4 separate regions of the Sus scrofa genome follow, and regions 1, 2 and 3 are each linked to region 4. A link is a contact called in public Hi-C and HiChIP or PLAC-seq data. All regions are on one chromosome and are shown on one strand. The core of a region is the stretch at or near the end of the contact, and the rest is flanking DNA. Distances in the headings are between cores, read along the strand shown. Region 1 has its middle 94 kb from the start of TGFBR2. Region 2 overlaps GADL1 (acidic amino acid decarboxylase GADL1). Region 3 overlaps GADL1 (acidic amino acid decarboxylase GADL1). Region 4 has its middle 74 kb from the start of GADL1.

Region 1 (3,519 bases), core at 582-3,081, 240 kb before region 4:
TTTACATTTCCACCAATGGTGCATGTACCCCGCAGCTGTGACAACCAAGAATGCCACCAAATGCCACATTGCCAAATGTTCCCTGGGAGACCAAATCGCTCTCGGTTGAGAACCTCTTAGCTAGATGATGTGGTCCTATTCTGGGGACATTAGTTATAGTCCTCGTCTTAATTAGCAGCTCGGCAATTTTAGAGGTTACTAATTTTATCAATTAACAGCTCCTCCATTTACCACCTGTGTGACCTGGGCAAATTACTTAACCTCTCCATGCCTGTTTAATTCTGCGTGCAATGGAATTTTACAGGCTTCATCCTACATCAGAAACTGCTGTGATCGGCAATGCATGCAAAGCTTTTGGAGCTGCATCTTGAACTTGGAAAGCCTTCAGTCCATATGGGCCAATATTAGGTTGGTTTAGTGTGCCAGGGCTGCTCTCTAAGGAGGCAGATTTTGAGGTACATCCTAGAGCACATTATCAAAGCAGAGGAAGTGGACACAAAAACTGCAGGCCTGGACAACAGGAAAGAACCTGCCCTGTGAGAGACCAATGATCTGGGAGAACTTCCGTTTGCTGACCCGCTGTGTCATTCGACTGACTCCTCCACTAGCTCTATGAGGTAGGTACTATGCCCATTTTACAGATGAGAAAAACTGCTCAGAGGACTCCAGAAGATGCCTAGGGTCTCACAGAGGTAGACTCTGCTTGCAAAGCCATATTGTCCTGGAGCCCAGAATTTGGAATAACAATTTGGAAGATTGCTTGGTTCTTTTCTCTAATTAATGTTGTCTCCTGAGGGACCTGGGTGTACCGCACCACCATGAATGTGTCCTACCCCATTCACATGGCACCAGCATTGTTCTCTTCTACCTCCACCCCACATGGGGCTGTTGCCTGATGCGGACAAATGAGGCATAATCTCAGCCTTGTTGCCCAGCTGACTTCCCATGCATATAAGAAATGCTGTCTAAATTTTTGCTGAGAGTACAACTGGAAGACGAGTGAATAGTGTTATCTAATGTGTGAAATGAGCTTAGTCTTTCAGATGGATTCAGATCTCGGATCGTGCCAAACTTTAAAAACATTATTTTAGTGGGTTTGTTTTTTTTTATTTTAACACGTACTAGAAAAAAAATAAACACATTCAGCCTTTGCTTGAAATATAGCTGATTTTAATTATAGCCAAATTGACTTTTTTTTACTGCATTAAGTAGATAACAGTCTTTATTTCTGGCAACCGCAGGAGCTGGGAGTATGAATGACAAGGTTAGTGTGCTTCCCCTAAAGAAGCAAATCCTTGTGAATCACTAAAATTTCTGAAGCACGGGAAGCACCAAACACCATCTTCTCTGTTTTACCATCTTTTAAAATTTGTTTTAATCATCACTACCAACCTACGATATAGTCTTACTTCTGTATTAGAAGCAAGGAAAAAGAGGCAGGGAGCCAAATGTTCCCTGGGTATTAGTAAAAGCCCCACAGTGAGCAGTCTTAAGGCCAGGATTTGAAATGAAGCAGTCAGACTTCAGAGCCTCACTCTGACCTTGAGCACAAGGTGAGGCCAGAGTTGGAGGGCAAGGTGGAACCCTGGAATACTTGGGGGTCTAATTCCTTAGCCTGAAATGCAGATGGGGAAGGTGCAGTTTGCACTGGAGGGGCGAGGAGTGGCCATCAGGGAGCCCAGGAAGCAAAAGTCATTTCTCAAAGGCATGTGAACTCTGGGCTCCAGCCCAAGTGCTCCAGCCAGAACAGGAGCCAAGATGTTCTGACCCCTCTTGCAGGCTATGTTTTGCCTGGGTTCTTTCAGTTCTGGCTGCTGCAAAGTCAGGAGCATTCCTGGTTGGCAGTAAGTCTCTAAGCACACTTGGCAGGGTCTTGATCCTTGCACCATCAGCAGCTCTGGATGCAGGCACTCCTGGTGCCTGGGAGTTTCTAGTTGGCAGGGGTGGGTTTTGTTTTAAGCTCTCTATGCAAATGACACACTAATAGTCCAGTCCTGAGGGAAATCCCTTCCCAAGGTGACAGAGAACTTTTCCTGTATGCAAGCATGCCCATCCTTTTTCACAAAAGTCACCACAGTTGGCATTTGCAATTTTGTTCATTTTCCTCCCGAAATAGGCTGCCTAATTGTTACTTATCACATTTCTAATTAGTTTTTTTTTTCACTTGAATAATTATAGCTCCACACACTGAGTTTGGGGCCATGGCTTTTGGGCCTACTTTGCAAAGTATGCAGATAAAGACAAGATTGTGAACTTTCCCACAACATGGCCTGCCAATCAGCCTCACAGAGTGTAATTTAACTCTAATACACCTCTTGATCTTCAGTGCATTTAAAAATAGCTTGCTAATAGTCTTCCTATTTGAATTAAGCTAAAATTGCACATGGTGTGAAATGTGTGCTCTCTCCCTCTTGTCTCTACACACACACACACACAGGCACACACATCCCTGATCCTGAAAAGGCACTCCACGTGCGGCTTGTGCAGCAAAACACTTTGAGATTGTCCTCAAATCTTCCCCATCTCGTGTCTGCAGTATAAACAACAGAATAATGGTAGCCTTGGGGCCAGAGGGTCATCAAAAAGGATAAAATGCCTCAAAATCATGTTTTGTCTGAATATCCATAACAAAATCCTTAAAATTGGGACCTCTGGAGTCAGGCCTCCTTGGTTCAAATCCTAACTCTGCATTGACTGTCTGACTTGATGTAAGCCTTTTAACCGTTTTATTCCTTTGGTTTCCTACCATGTAAAATGGGGTAATGGTAGACCCTCCCTGGGAGAGTAGTAAGAATTAGTATAAAAACAGAGCTACTGTTTTCAAAGTGGTTAGAACAGAGTGCATATAAGCATTATTATATCTGCTTCCAAATGAAGTTGTATTGTTGTCATACTAAAGACATGATATTCCCAAAATCTTTGGATAAAACAGACTCTTGAGGGAGCTAAGCCCTATTTCCCTGTAACTGTAAAGAGACCACCCTTATCCTTGAGAGGCTGGGTTGTCAGTGTGCCTGGTGTGGCTGTGGTGGTACATATGGAGCCCTGTGGGACTAGGAGTCTTGGGTCTCACCCAAGCTCCTCCATCTACCACTTCTTCTTCCATTATTGCTCTTTTGCCCTATCTGGACTCTCCCTATCCTGCCTACATTAGAAAGCTGGAAAAACTCAGAGGAGATAATAAGGAAAAACATATGTGAAAAAACACTAAGTATTATTAATGCCAGCTATATTTATTAGCTCTTTGTTTGAAATGGATATGTACACTGAGAACTTTGCTTGAACATTAGACCTGCATTTATTAGTTTATATATATATATTCTTTATGTATGTTTTTAGAGCTGTTTTCTATATGTGTTTATATGTGTATTGGTGTGCCTGTGTGTGTAACTGTGATAAACTCACTAGTTCACTATTCTGGAATTTTTTTTCAGAATTAAATCAACCAGAAGGATATCTAGAATCTTATTTTTGAGAAGCATCTATGGATGCAGTAAAACATAATATTCTAATTAAACT
Region 2 (3,425 bases), core at 348-2,847, 180 kb before region 4:
TGCCCTGGCTTCTCCGTCTTCAGCCCTGACCTTATCTCTCACACACCATCATCCTTCCAATGATTTCTTTTCCACTTAAGGTAGCCAAAGCAGTCTTCTATTACCTGCTACACTTGACAGATGCAAAATCGCCCATTACCCGAGTTGATAATATACGACATACGTGGGCTTCACTTAACTAGTCCTGTTGTGACCATGGTCATACATTTCAGAATGAAAAAAAGAGCATCATTTCACTCCTAACTCTCAAGTATCAGTATCAGGAAGGGTGTGTTGGCTAGAGGGCTTGCCTAGAATGTAGACTCTCAGTCCCTGGGCTCAGAGTGCTGAGTCTGATTCAGTCCATCACAGAAATGGCTGGAGAACTGGCATTTTAAGAAGCATCTCAGTGATCCTGAGGTGAGTACTACATGGTCTATGTTTGAAAAACTCTGGTCTAAAGTGGCCATAGCCCAGTCATCTTCTCTAGTAATCTGTTTTTCTATCCAATTTGATTAAATGTGGGATAAAGTTCCAGAATAGGCTTCAGTGCAGCTATTGTCACACAGACAAGGGGGTCATCTCCATCACACCCTCCACCTCACTGCACGTAAACACAGGGCATGCCAAAGGCCATCACAGACTTGTGATCAGTGACCAGGTGAGTGGGGGCATTATGCCAGGGGTTATGACTTAGATACACAGAACTGTATTCAGGAAAGCCTATGGGTCATGCCCACCCACTCAGCACCTTCCTCATCTGATGCTTAGTGCTGACAGTATTTGAAATGACTTCCATTTATCCACCACAAACACAGTTTGTAGGTAATAATCAGTGTTATCAATAACCAACAGAGTTATGCTCCAGTGTCAGTATACAGTTTCAAAGTATTTCAGAGAGAGGAAACAGCTATCATCTCATATCTTAAAATCAAAACTGGTACTATAGAGAGTTTTGATTTCAGTGGATTTTAAATTACAAGTGATAGTCCAGAAACATTCCCAGCTCAACAAGATAAGCTCTTGATCTGATCATCCTTTCACCTGTGAAGTCTGTGATGTGCCTACTGAATTTGACCAAAAAAAAAAAAAAAAGAAAAAAAAAGGAGCTACAAATCTTCAAAACAAAGAGTAGTTCAAAATGGAGTACTATGTATTTCAACTCAATTTCCATAAACATTTATCATGAGACAACAAGAGTGTTTATAAATCTACACAATTTACACTTGGTTTTCTAATTTATGATTAATTTGCTTTATCTAGAATAGAATGTCCTGGCCTTCAAATTAATCATTTAATGTGAGCAAATCTTTTCAAATAAAGTAACTATGGTTGATTAGAATGTAGAAGGAAAACACAGTTATTTTCTGTCACTAGATTCCAGAAATTTGTATCTTTATGTCAATGAAGATTTTTTTCCAGATACCGTTTAAGTCATTATCATTTGTTACCTCTCAGCCATGGTTACCAAATCCACCCATTCTTTATGTCCTCCAGTAATGGAGGTGGACTTTACATAAAGATTTCTCCTTACTGTCTGGTCCAATTGGAGACTTGATCAGCAGAGGGTGCTGGAGGGATGTGGAGAAGGAAGAGACTCTTTCTGGCCCTATGTGCTCACTTCACAGGCCTCCTGCAATAGGCAGGGCTCTTTTCACCAGCACTGTGAACCAGCTGCAAGTGGGCCCCTGATAGCCTCCCCATCACCATGCCCTGGGATGGCCTCACAGCAGCCTGGCCACAGGTGGGTGCCCATAATGGTTTTTTCTTGCACACTCTCCTCAGGGGAGTGCACAGGGGAGGGCTGCCAGGGAGGCACCTTGCCTGGGTGGCTTGAGTGAGTTCCGAGATTTGGCAGTGCCCTAAAATTGTGTCTTCTAGTGCTCTAGCAGGTGGATTCTTAGAGACCCCACCGGTGTGACACCTCAGTGGACTTCCTGCCATCTCATGAGCCACAGTGAACCCATCCCCAAACAAGTCTGATCTCAGCCTGGGAGACTGGCCCCTTCCCCAGATGCTCCATCCCAGTTCTAGGAGTGATGACTATTCTCCATGGTATGTGCTAACTGCTATTTTTAGGGTCTCTCTTCTATGAGGTGATCTCTCATGACTCCAACTCCCTGTTAATAATTCTTTTTTAAATATGGAACTCTTTACAAATTCGCATGTCATCCTTGCACAAGGACCATGCAAGGTCTTTTTTACATCCCTCTAATTTTAGTATACGTGCTGCTGAAGCGAGCATGATAATTCTTTACATTGCGCTTTCCCATTTCAAATTACTGTGCAGTTTTTGCCTTCTATGGGACCCTAATACATCATTAAATTAGCCATTCTTTTACATTTATGTGGTAACATTATTAATAATTTTGCCACAGTTTCTATCTGCTACCAGATATGCTCTATAAGTTAGCACCTAGACCTTTTGAACCATCTTTTAAATGTTCTTCTTTATAAGTTTCAGTTCAGATATTTTAGAAGTGACAACTCTGTGATTTTTTTGGCCCATTCTCTTTTAGAATGGGATGGCTCCAGTGCTATGACATTTAAAAACTGGTGAAGAAGCCCTTTCAATACTTCCATTTCAGTGGTGGAAATCTGGTGCTCTATTTTGTAGAATACCTTTACTACAGTTATTCCTAAAATTATTAAAATTGGAAAAAACATCCCTTGAATGTTCATAAGGAACATATTTGAGTTTTTTTCCCTGTCTCTTTGTCTCTGGAGCTTGTTATGTTATACAGACTTTTTTCAAGAGGCTTTAATGTACTAAAGTGTATTTTCAGGGTAGAACTGTTTACATGCCACTTAATTCCTACATAGGTGAAAGCCTGACCTGTTGGGCGTCTTTGGACCACATTTAGTCCATGCTGTCTGACACCATACACTGAGAACGCATAAAAAGGACCCAAGTCTCTGGACCTGATAAAAGACAGAAAGGGGTACCTAAAAACAGCAACAATAAAAGCAATGCCACAATCTTTAAAAATTCATAGAAAAGTAGAGACGTGTCACTAAAGAAAAGATAGGTTCATTTTACCCTGATTTTCAAAGAGAAAGAAAATAGATATATTTTAAGAAATAAAGCTAATGCTTTGAGGTCGATTCCAGCAAGGGTTTTTGAGCAAATAGCATGAGGACCTTCAGAAGAAACGTCAGTGGTCACCAAGCTGCAGTAGCTTGCATTCTCTAAACCAAGTTTTGTCAAAAGAAATTCATCTCTGTTGCTTTGATGGTATTAGGTCACAATAATAGCAATAATGATAATAACAATAATAAACAGAGCTAGCACTATCTTTTTAAGGGATAAATGTAGAATCTAGCACATACACTGACATGACCAGACATGCAAGTATAAAATGGAGAAGAGGATCACAGTGAATTTTACTTTACTTCAGGCTTACAAGTTTTAACTATCACTGGACTACTGAAAACTGCAAAGGCAG
Region 3 (3,320 bases), core at 88-2,587, 200 kb before region 4:
TTGATCCATGGCCTCACTCAGTGGGTTGAGGATCCGGCATTGTCATGAGCTTGGTTACCGACGCAGCTGGAATCCCACGACACTGTGGCTGTGGTGTAGCCAGAAGCTGCAGCTCTAATTCAACCCCAAGCCTGGGAACTTCCATATGCTGTGAGTGTGGCCCTAAAAAGACAAAAAAAAAAAAAGTGCCTAAGGACTCCCTCTTTTCCTACTAAGAGAAAGTAGAAGCTCTCAACTGTACACCAGCACTCACACAGACCACCCCAGGCTGACCTTTCAGGGCTGCTTCCTGTGGGTGAGCCATGCTGCTTCACTGCCGAACTCCAATCCTGACAACTCACAGGGGCACCATGCCCAGGCCAGGCCGCAGAGGCCCAGCACCGTAACGGAGACATCACTGAGCAGGAGGGAGCTTCACAAATGCCCAGGCGGCATGGAGCCAGCAGCAGCAGATACATAGGGATTCATCACTCCTTGCACACACACAATCTCGCTATGTCAAGAGGCATTTCTTTTCATTTCATCCTTTGATATAATATTTTCATGCACCATGAAAACAACACAGAATCTGATTATACTAAGAACTGCATTTAAATCCTGGCTCCACCTCAATCCTACCTAATTAACTGATCTGGGCCTCGGTGTCTTCATATGTAAGATGGAAATGATCATAAGAATGAAACTGACTTGATAGGATTCTTAGGAAAGTCAGCTGAGACTGTGGATGTAGAAACACTTTTCAAGCCATAAAACACTCTGCAGTGTATAAAGTCATAAGGAAGGGTGTCTCTGTGGTAGAATGGTTGCAATACAGTGCTCACATTATATCCTTCTGCCACACTCTGCAATGTCATTTTCAAGTTCTTCCCATCAGCAGTGGTGGAGTCTGTTCCTCCATCACACCTCCTCTCCATTCTGTCTGGCTTTGCAATTTGCTCTGGTCTATAAAAAACAGCACAAGGGATGATGTGCTAGTTCTGAGCCCAAGGAGTCTTGCAAACTTTCACTTGCTCTCTTGGAACCCTACCACTGCCAGGACAACGAGCCCAGAATAGCTTGATGAGGATTAGAGGCCATTTAGAGGATGGCTCAGTTGTCCCAGTGGTGGCCATGCTAGTCCAGCAAACACAGTCATGATGAACAGAGCTGCCTTCCTGCCCCATAGCTGGCTGTTGGTGTAACAGGGAGCCCGGCCAAGACCAGTGCAACCATCCAGATCATCCGGAAATTCATGAGAATTGATGATTGCTTTTTGTTTTAAGCCACTGGGTTTGGTTGGTTTGCTATGCAGCAATCACTAATTGATCCAGCCTGACAGCTTCCTGCCAGAATCCTTGGGAAGATGGCCAGAAAAGAGGACTCACGTGGTCAGAAAATGTGTGAGTCAACAGCAACTGCATGGTACAGCTTTTCCCTTCGGCTTCCTGAAGCATTTCCAGCCTGGTTTTAGCCACAACTCCTGGCTGACCTCAGGATTAAGGCTGAAAGATTCTGATCTCAGCAGAAAGCCTACCCTGAGTTTACGGGACACCATGTGAAGAGATGTGCTTCTGTTTCCAAGATGCAATCTAAAAAGAAAATAAGAAATGGCCCCCTGGATCCCATCCCTCTTTAAGTATGCTGCCCCATTAAAGAGCCAAAGATGCAGGAAGGTCTCTTTTAAATATAGCTTCTGAAATCAACCTCCCAGACTGACATTTAAAAACCAGCTGATACAGGAAAGCATAAGGGATTAGTTAGCAAAAGTGGAAAAGGGAATAGAGCAGAGGCTAGATCATCAGAAGCCTATAAATATCATAAATACTCAGAACAATCTGCATGGCAAGTGGAAAGGTAATAAAGAAAGAAATGAAAAGGTAAGCCATCAAAGTCTTCCTTATGACCAGCTGTGCCCTTGCTCACAGAGCACTGGCCATCATAGCCAAGGCTAATGTGATGCCCTTTGTGAATATTCCAAGGGTGATCACAGGGCCATGAATAAATGTTTCCCTACATTTCTGCCTTGTGGTTAACATGTTCTTTATTTCCTAGAGCTGAACCTCCCCCACAGAGTATGCACAGGCATGAGAAGAGGGCCCAGGACTCCAATCATCCAATATGTCTCATGATTATAGTTTAGGTTCACAAGTTACAAGGACATGAAATTCTACAGCTTCTAAAAATACATCCCTGCCCTTGATTAAAGGGCTCAATTTTCAGACTGCAACTTCTAGATACCCTTCCCTCTTTCTTCTTTTTTATCAAAATATACCAGCAACTAAGTTGCTCAAACTGCCAGTAAATCAGCAAAAAGTGAGAAAGAGCATCTGAGGTTAGGATGAGAAGGCCAGGTTTGTTCGCATCAACAATGACTGCAGATACCATTTATTGAGCACTGTACCATGCACTGAGTGCCACCACGTACATTCACTATCTCAAGTTTATCTTCTCAACAATACCGTGAGTCAGGTATTATTAAATCCATTTCACGGATGAGCCTTGGCAAGAGACAGCAGCCTGTCCCAAAAGTCTCATAGAGCCAAGAGCAAAACTAAGTCCGGGTGAGACCAAAGCACTTCTCTCCCCAAACCACACGAACCTTGTTTGACTTCAGCCAACATTCTTTGCATCTGAACATGTTACCACATGGAAAGTGTTGTCAGCTACATGAAATAAATGTTTCATCTTCCTGAGGGTATGTCTTTCCTTGGCAGAGGCTGGTCCAGCTCCTTGCTTAGCTCCTCTTGGCTGACAACTTTTCTCGGCGCCACTCTGCAGTCTCTCTCATCTTTGCCTTTTGTCAGAGCTCCATTACCTACACTTTGCATTTCATCCTTTTCACTCCCTTCTCTTTACTAAGAGCCACAGTGCCTGGGATCAAGAACTTCAGGGTAAGACTAGCTCTTTCACAAACTAACTAGTTAACATGAGTTATTGAACAATATCTTACCTTCAGAGAAAAGACTAAATGATAAATGCGTAGGTCTCCACGGTTATCCCATTCAAGACTTCATTCCATAAAGCGAGGCTCCTTCCCATGTGCTTGCTGATTTACAGTTTATGAGGTACATCCATTAACAGAATCCTACACCATCCTTGCCACAAGGCGGCATTTTCCAACTCCTGGTACCAATGCCACCATCTCAATGAAAGCTTCCCTGAGCTTCCCACAGAAGACATTAGGGGTTGACTCAGCACCAATCCAACCTCCTTCTAAAAAAGTCCCTTCCTATACTGAAGAGTCCTATGCATTTCCAAGACTCCCTTGCAGCTAGGGTATCTGAAGTGATTGAAGGTTAGCCAGTCAGAGGCAGGTATATAAGCTGTCATTTCAGAACTGA
Region 4 (3,374 bases), core at 88-2,587:
CTGTATAGCACAGGTAACTATATCTGATTATTTGTGATGAAACATGATGGAAGATAATATGAAAAAAGAGAATGTATATGGATATATAGCTGAGTCACTTTGTTGTGCAGCAGAAACTGAAATACCACTGTAAATCAACTATAATTAAATTTTTTTTAAATGGGGAAACTATAGAGAAAATGAACAACAACAAACTCAGTGTCATTCTGGCCTCTAAAGACAGAGAGAGGAGCTCATACAAACTGAAGGGTTAAGTGCCAGTTACCTTCCACAACTTATCTTATGCACTTCACTCTCCCATTTGAGCATTCTACACCAAAGCATTACTTTGTCCATTTGGTGCTATAGCTGCTGAGGCTCAGAGCCTCACAGTAAATGGCAAAGCCATGCCTTGGGAATTCACCTCCTGTAAAATCTATGTGCACTCTTTCCACTATGCAATACTGCCTCTTATGATCTTGAAAACTGATAATAATAACAGCAGCATTTAGAGTAATAATAGTATTTATTAAGAGTTTTTCTATGTGCTAGTAATAAATCTAAAGGTTCTATACCTTTATCTATACTTCTATATCTATATCTAGAATTGTATTTATAACTAGATACAGATATATAAAAAGCCATTTAATCTTCATGACAACTCCAGGAGGTAAATACTATTTTTGGGCTACAGCCACAGCATGGGAAAGTTCCTGGACCAGGAATTGAACCCATGCCACAGTAGTGACAAGACCAGATCCTTAAGCAGGCCATCAGGGAACTCCAAGAGGGTAAACACTATTATTATCCTCTTTAAATAGGATACAACTAAGGTACAAAGAGGTTAAATAAGTTTCTCAAGGGCACCAAGCTACAGAAGTCATTTGATGATAATTCTCCTAAAACTCACCCAACAATGCTAGCAAGAAAAAAAGGCTAAGAAAATTTTGCAAACCTTGCTTTCAACATCAGTACTCAATCCAACTGTGACTGTAAAGTACTGAGCCCTTCAAACTCTCCAAACTCATAAGACTTCAGCAGTTATGGTATGTGGGGAAGGGCTAGTTATGGCAAACTCTGATTTGCAAGATCAATGAGAATATTATTATTTATCCTTTTAAAAATTGTGGATTAGTATGATGGAAAAAGGCTCTGACAGCTTCTACAGCAGGAAAAGCAACACACCATGCCTGACATTGTGAAACACACATGTGAAACACATTGCGAAAAGGTGCTGAAGAAAGTGGTGCTTGAAGCCAGGACTGGAATTGACGATGGAAAAGCAGGGCCTACCTCTTAATCAGATCTACTTCCAAGCAGCAGCCAAGCGTCAGGGCTCCCATTTCACCGACATATGCAAGTTCTTAGCTCGCTAAGTACCCGCAGGGCAAATGCAAGCGTGGAAATGCGAACTGGGTCCAGCTCTGCCTCATACATCATCAGCACAGCTGTCGGCTGAGTTTTCACTGAAGAACTTTTACTCGTAAGAATGCAATCAGAACTGGAAGAGAACCAGAGAGTCTCTCCTTCTAACACCATTTTTACATGCATTTATTTATATTACATATACTCACAGCCGTGTTAAATAAAAGCTGGAAGTTTTCCAATAGCAAAGGGAGATGATTTGAATAACTGGTGCTGTTTACCAATTTAAACTTGTATAGGTTACAAGAAACCATTTGCACCCTCATTTCAAAGTCACTCACTTCCTGACCGCATCTCAATCTGAAGGTGTAGTCTCAGGGGGCTCCTCCCTTCCCTTTCCCTCAAAGCCAGCCAGGCTCAGCCATGTGTCTTCAGGAAGGAGAATTCTTGGGGGGTCTCTAGCAGGGGTACCTTCCTACTTGGTGCTCTGACACGCCCTATTGGCAGGTGAGAGTAGCCAGATCACATCCTCTCCATGGGTGTCCAGTCTCGGGGCCCAGCCCTCACATCATCAGTGGGATTCTACACTTCTTGGACTCCATTATGCTGGATGAAATTGGTTTCTTGAGTGCCTTTTCTTATCAAAGTAGAGACAAAAGACTTCTAGTTTTTCCCATCTCTGCTTTTATCCCCACTTTATCAAATCCACATTTTCTGTTCCTTAACATCTTAGAGACAGTCCAAATTTTTTAGTCAGTTTTCATTATTAAAATTGGTCTGAACCAGTTTTAAATTTCCATCTTGTGTGCACTTCAAAGCTCTGTACCCCCCTAGCCCCCAACAGACTTGTGGCTGAAGGCACAGAGCACGTGTATTGGGGGGGTATGCTTACACATACCACTTCCCTCCCTCCTGAGTTCCACCTCTTCTGAGGTTCTTGGGTTAAGGAACAGAAGAAGGCAGCAGGAAACATCATCACTCCCCTCATCTCAGAGACCCATTTCTTCTTGTTGGCCATGGCAGTTTCTTTGGACTTCACATTCTGAAGCTCAAGACAGTGTTTCAGGCCTCCAAATACTTATTACAAGCACATGTGCAGATTCTCTCCAGAACCTTGAGGTCCCTCCTGACCCCACAGTTCCCTGAAGTGGGGGTCCAGCTCTATCTCCACTCTTCCAGAGCCTCCTAGTCCCCTGGCCTTTGATGGTGGGATCCCCTTACCTAGCAGGCAGCCCCAGTTGGTCTATCAGGACACCAGCTTAAGTGCAAGTACCTTGTGAGACATTCCCTCTACCTATAGGCTCATCTTTGCCAAACTATGGAAGTAGCAAGCTTCCCTGCCTCCCCTCCCTGTGCTCCCAGCTCTGTTTCTCCCGCTCAATGGACCCCTTCCTGCATCTGCTCTTTCACAAGTGCCTTCAGTTCAAACTAATCAATGTCCCAAAGCAGCAAGTTTTGGCAGCATGATCTGAACCCCTTCAGATCACAGTTGCAGGGAACTTCAACCACTCACACAGACATTCCCAACCACCGCTATGGGTACTCATGCTCACACCGGATTTGATCTGTCTGACCCCAACAGACCATATATAAACCTGAGCATCTGAAAGCCATCAGACAATAGCCCTGTAGGAGACCCAAAGCAGGAGTGCACCTCCCACCACAAAGCAGCCAGGGCAGAAGGGACACCAGGCAGCAGTAAATATGGCAGCTGGAACACAGCATGGACTGCATTCTGTGGGCTGAATGCCTCCAGTTTTGATCTGTTTGTACTCAGTCCCAACCCTCTGCACATTTTTCTCCTGCTGATCACCACAGTGGGTCACTGGATCTGCCCAGTTCCCCTTGGATCCCTTTTACTGTTTCTGGGTGTCCCTCTCCCAACTTCTGTTTGAGTTGGCTTTGAACCATCTGCACCTGTAACTGACTCTGGACGACTGCTCTCAAACTGTCAGGACCTTTTCACCCACACAGAAGAGGAGAAATGTCAGTTCCAACCCTGTATTTGACTGTGGAACCCTGGATCAAAG

The links. Hi-C and Micro-C count contacts between places; a contact is called where the count stands out from the background. HiChIP or PLAC-seq counts read pairs in DNA pulled down with a chosen protein or histone mark.
Region 1: an H3K27ac HiChIP or PLAC-seq map of skeletal muscle shows a contact between it and region 4. The contact joins two enhancer-like sites. A contact is called at or near these places in 1 of 47 Hi-C or Micro-C datasets (skeletal muscle) and 1 of 2 datasets of contacts at active chromatin or transcription factors (skeletal muscle).
Region 2: a contact with region 4 is called in a Hi-C map of skeletal muscle, with 3 times the contacts expected there. The contact joins two enhancer-like sites. A contact is called at or near these places in 2 of 47 Hi-C or Micro-C datasets (embryonic fibroblasts and skeletal muscle) and 1 of 2 datasets of contacts at active chromatin or transcription factors (skeletal muscle).
Region 3: a Hi-C map of skeletal muscle shows a contact between it and region 4, with 5 times the contacts expected there. The contact joins two enhancer-like sites. A contact is called at or near these places in 2 of 47 Hi-C or Micro-C datasets (embryonic fibroblasts and skeletal muscle) and 1 of 2 datasets of contacts at active chromatin or transcription factors (skeletal muscle).

What each region holds. Positions count from the first base shown.
Region 1 is chr13:16,877,015-16,880,533 of Sscrofa11.1, forward strand. No RefSeq gene overlaps it. Among named protein-coding and RNA genes, the nearest start is that of TGFBR2, 94 kb to the left of the region's middle. Within about 2 kb of position 1,832, at least 3 of the 83 cell types and tissues checked have an H3K27ac peak or open chromatin away from gene starts, as enhancers often do. A contact at or near this core is called in skeletal muscle, where this site is marked.
Region 2 is chr13:16,941,229-16,944,653 of Sscrofa11.1, forward strand. All of the region lies in intron 13 of GADL1 (acidic amino acid decarboxylase GADL1), which reads right to left. Among named protein-coding and RNA genes, the nearest start is that of GADL1, 110 kb to the right of the region's middle. Within about 2 kb of position 1,598, at least 4 of the 83 cell types and tissues checked have an H3K27ac peak or open chromatin away from gene starts, as enhancers often do. A contact at or near this core is called in skeletal muscle, where this site is marked.
Region 3 is chr13:16,921,879-16,925,198 of Sscrofa11.1, forward strand. All of the region lies in intron 14 of GADL1 (acidic amino acid decarboxylase GADL1), which reads right to left. Among named protein-coding and RNA genes, the nearest start is that of GADL1, 130 kb to the right of the region's middle. Within about 2 kb of position 1,338, at least 10 of the 83 cell types and tissues checked have an H3K27ac peak or open chromatin away from gene starts, as enhancers often do. A contact at or near this core is called in skeletal muscle, where this site is marked.
Region 4 is chr13:17,121,829-17,125,202 of Sscrofa11.1, forward strand. No RefSeq gene overlaps it. Among named protein-coding and RNA genes, the nearest start is that of GADL1, 74 kb to the left of the region's middle. Within about 2 kb of position 1,338, at least 3 of the 83 cell types and tissues checked have an H3K27ac peak or open chromatin away from gene starts, as enhancers often do. A contact at or near this core is called in skeletal muscle, where this site is marked.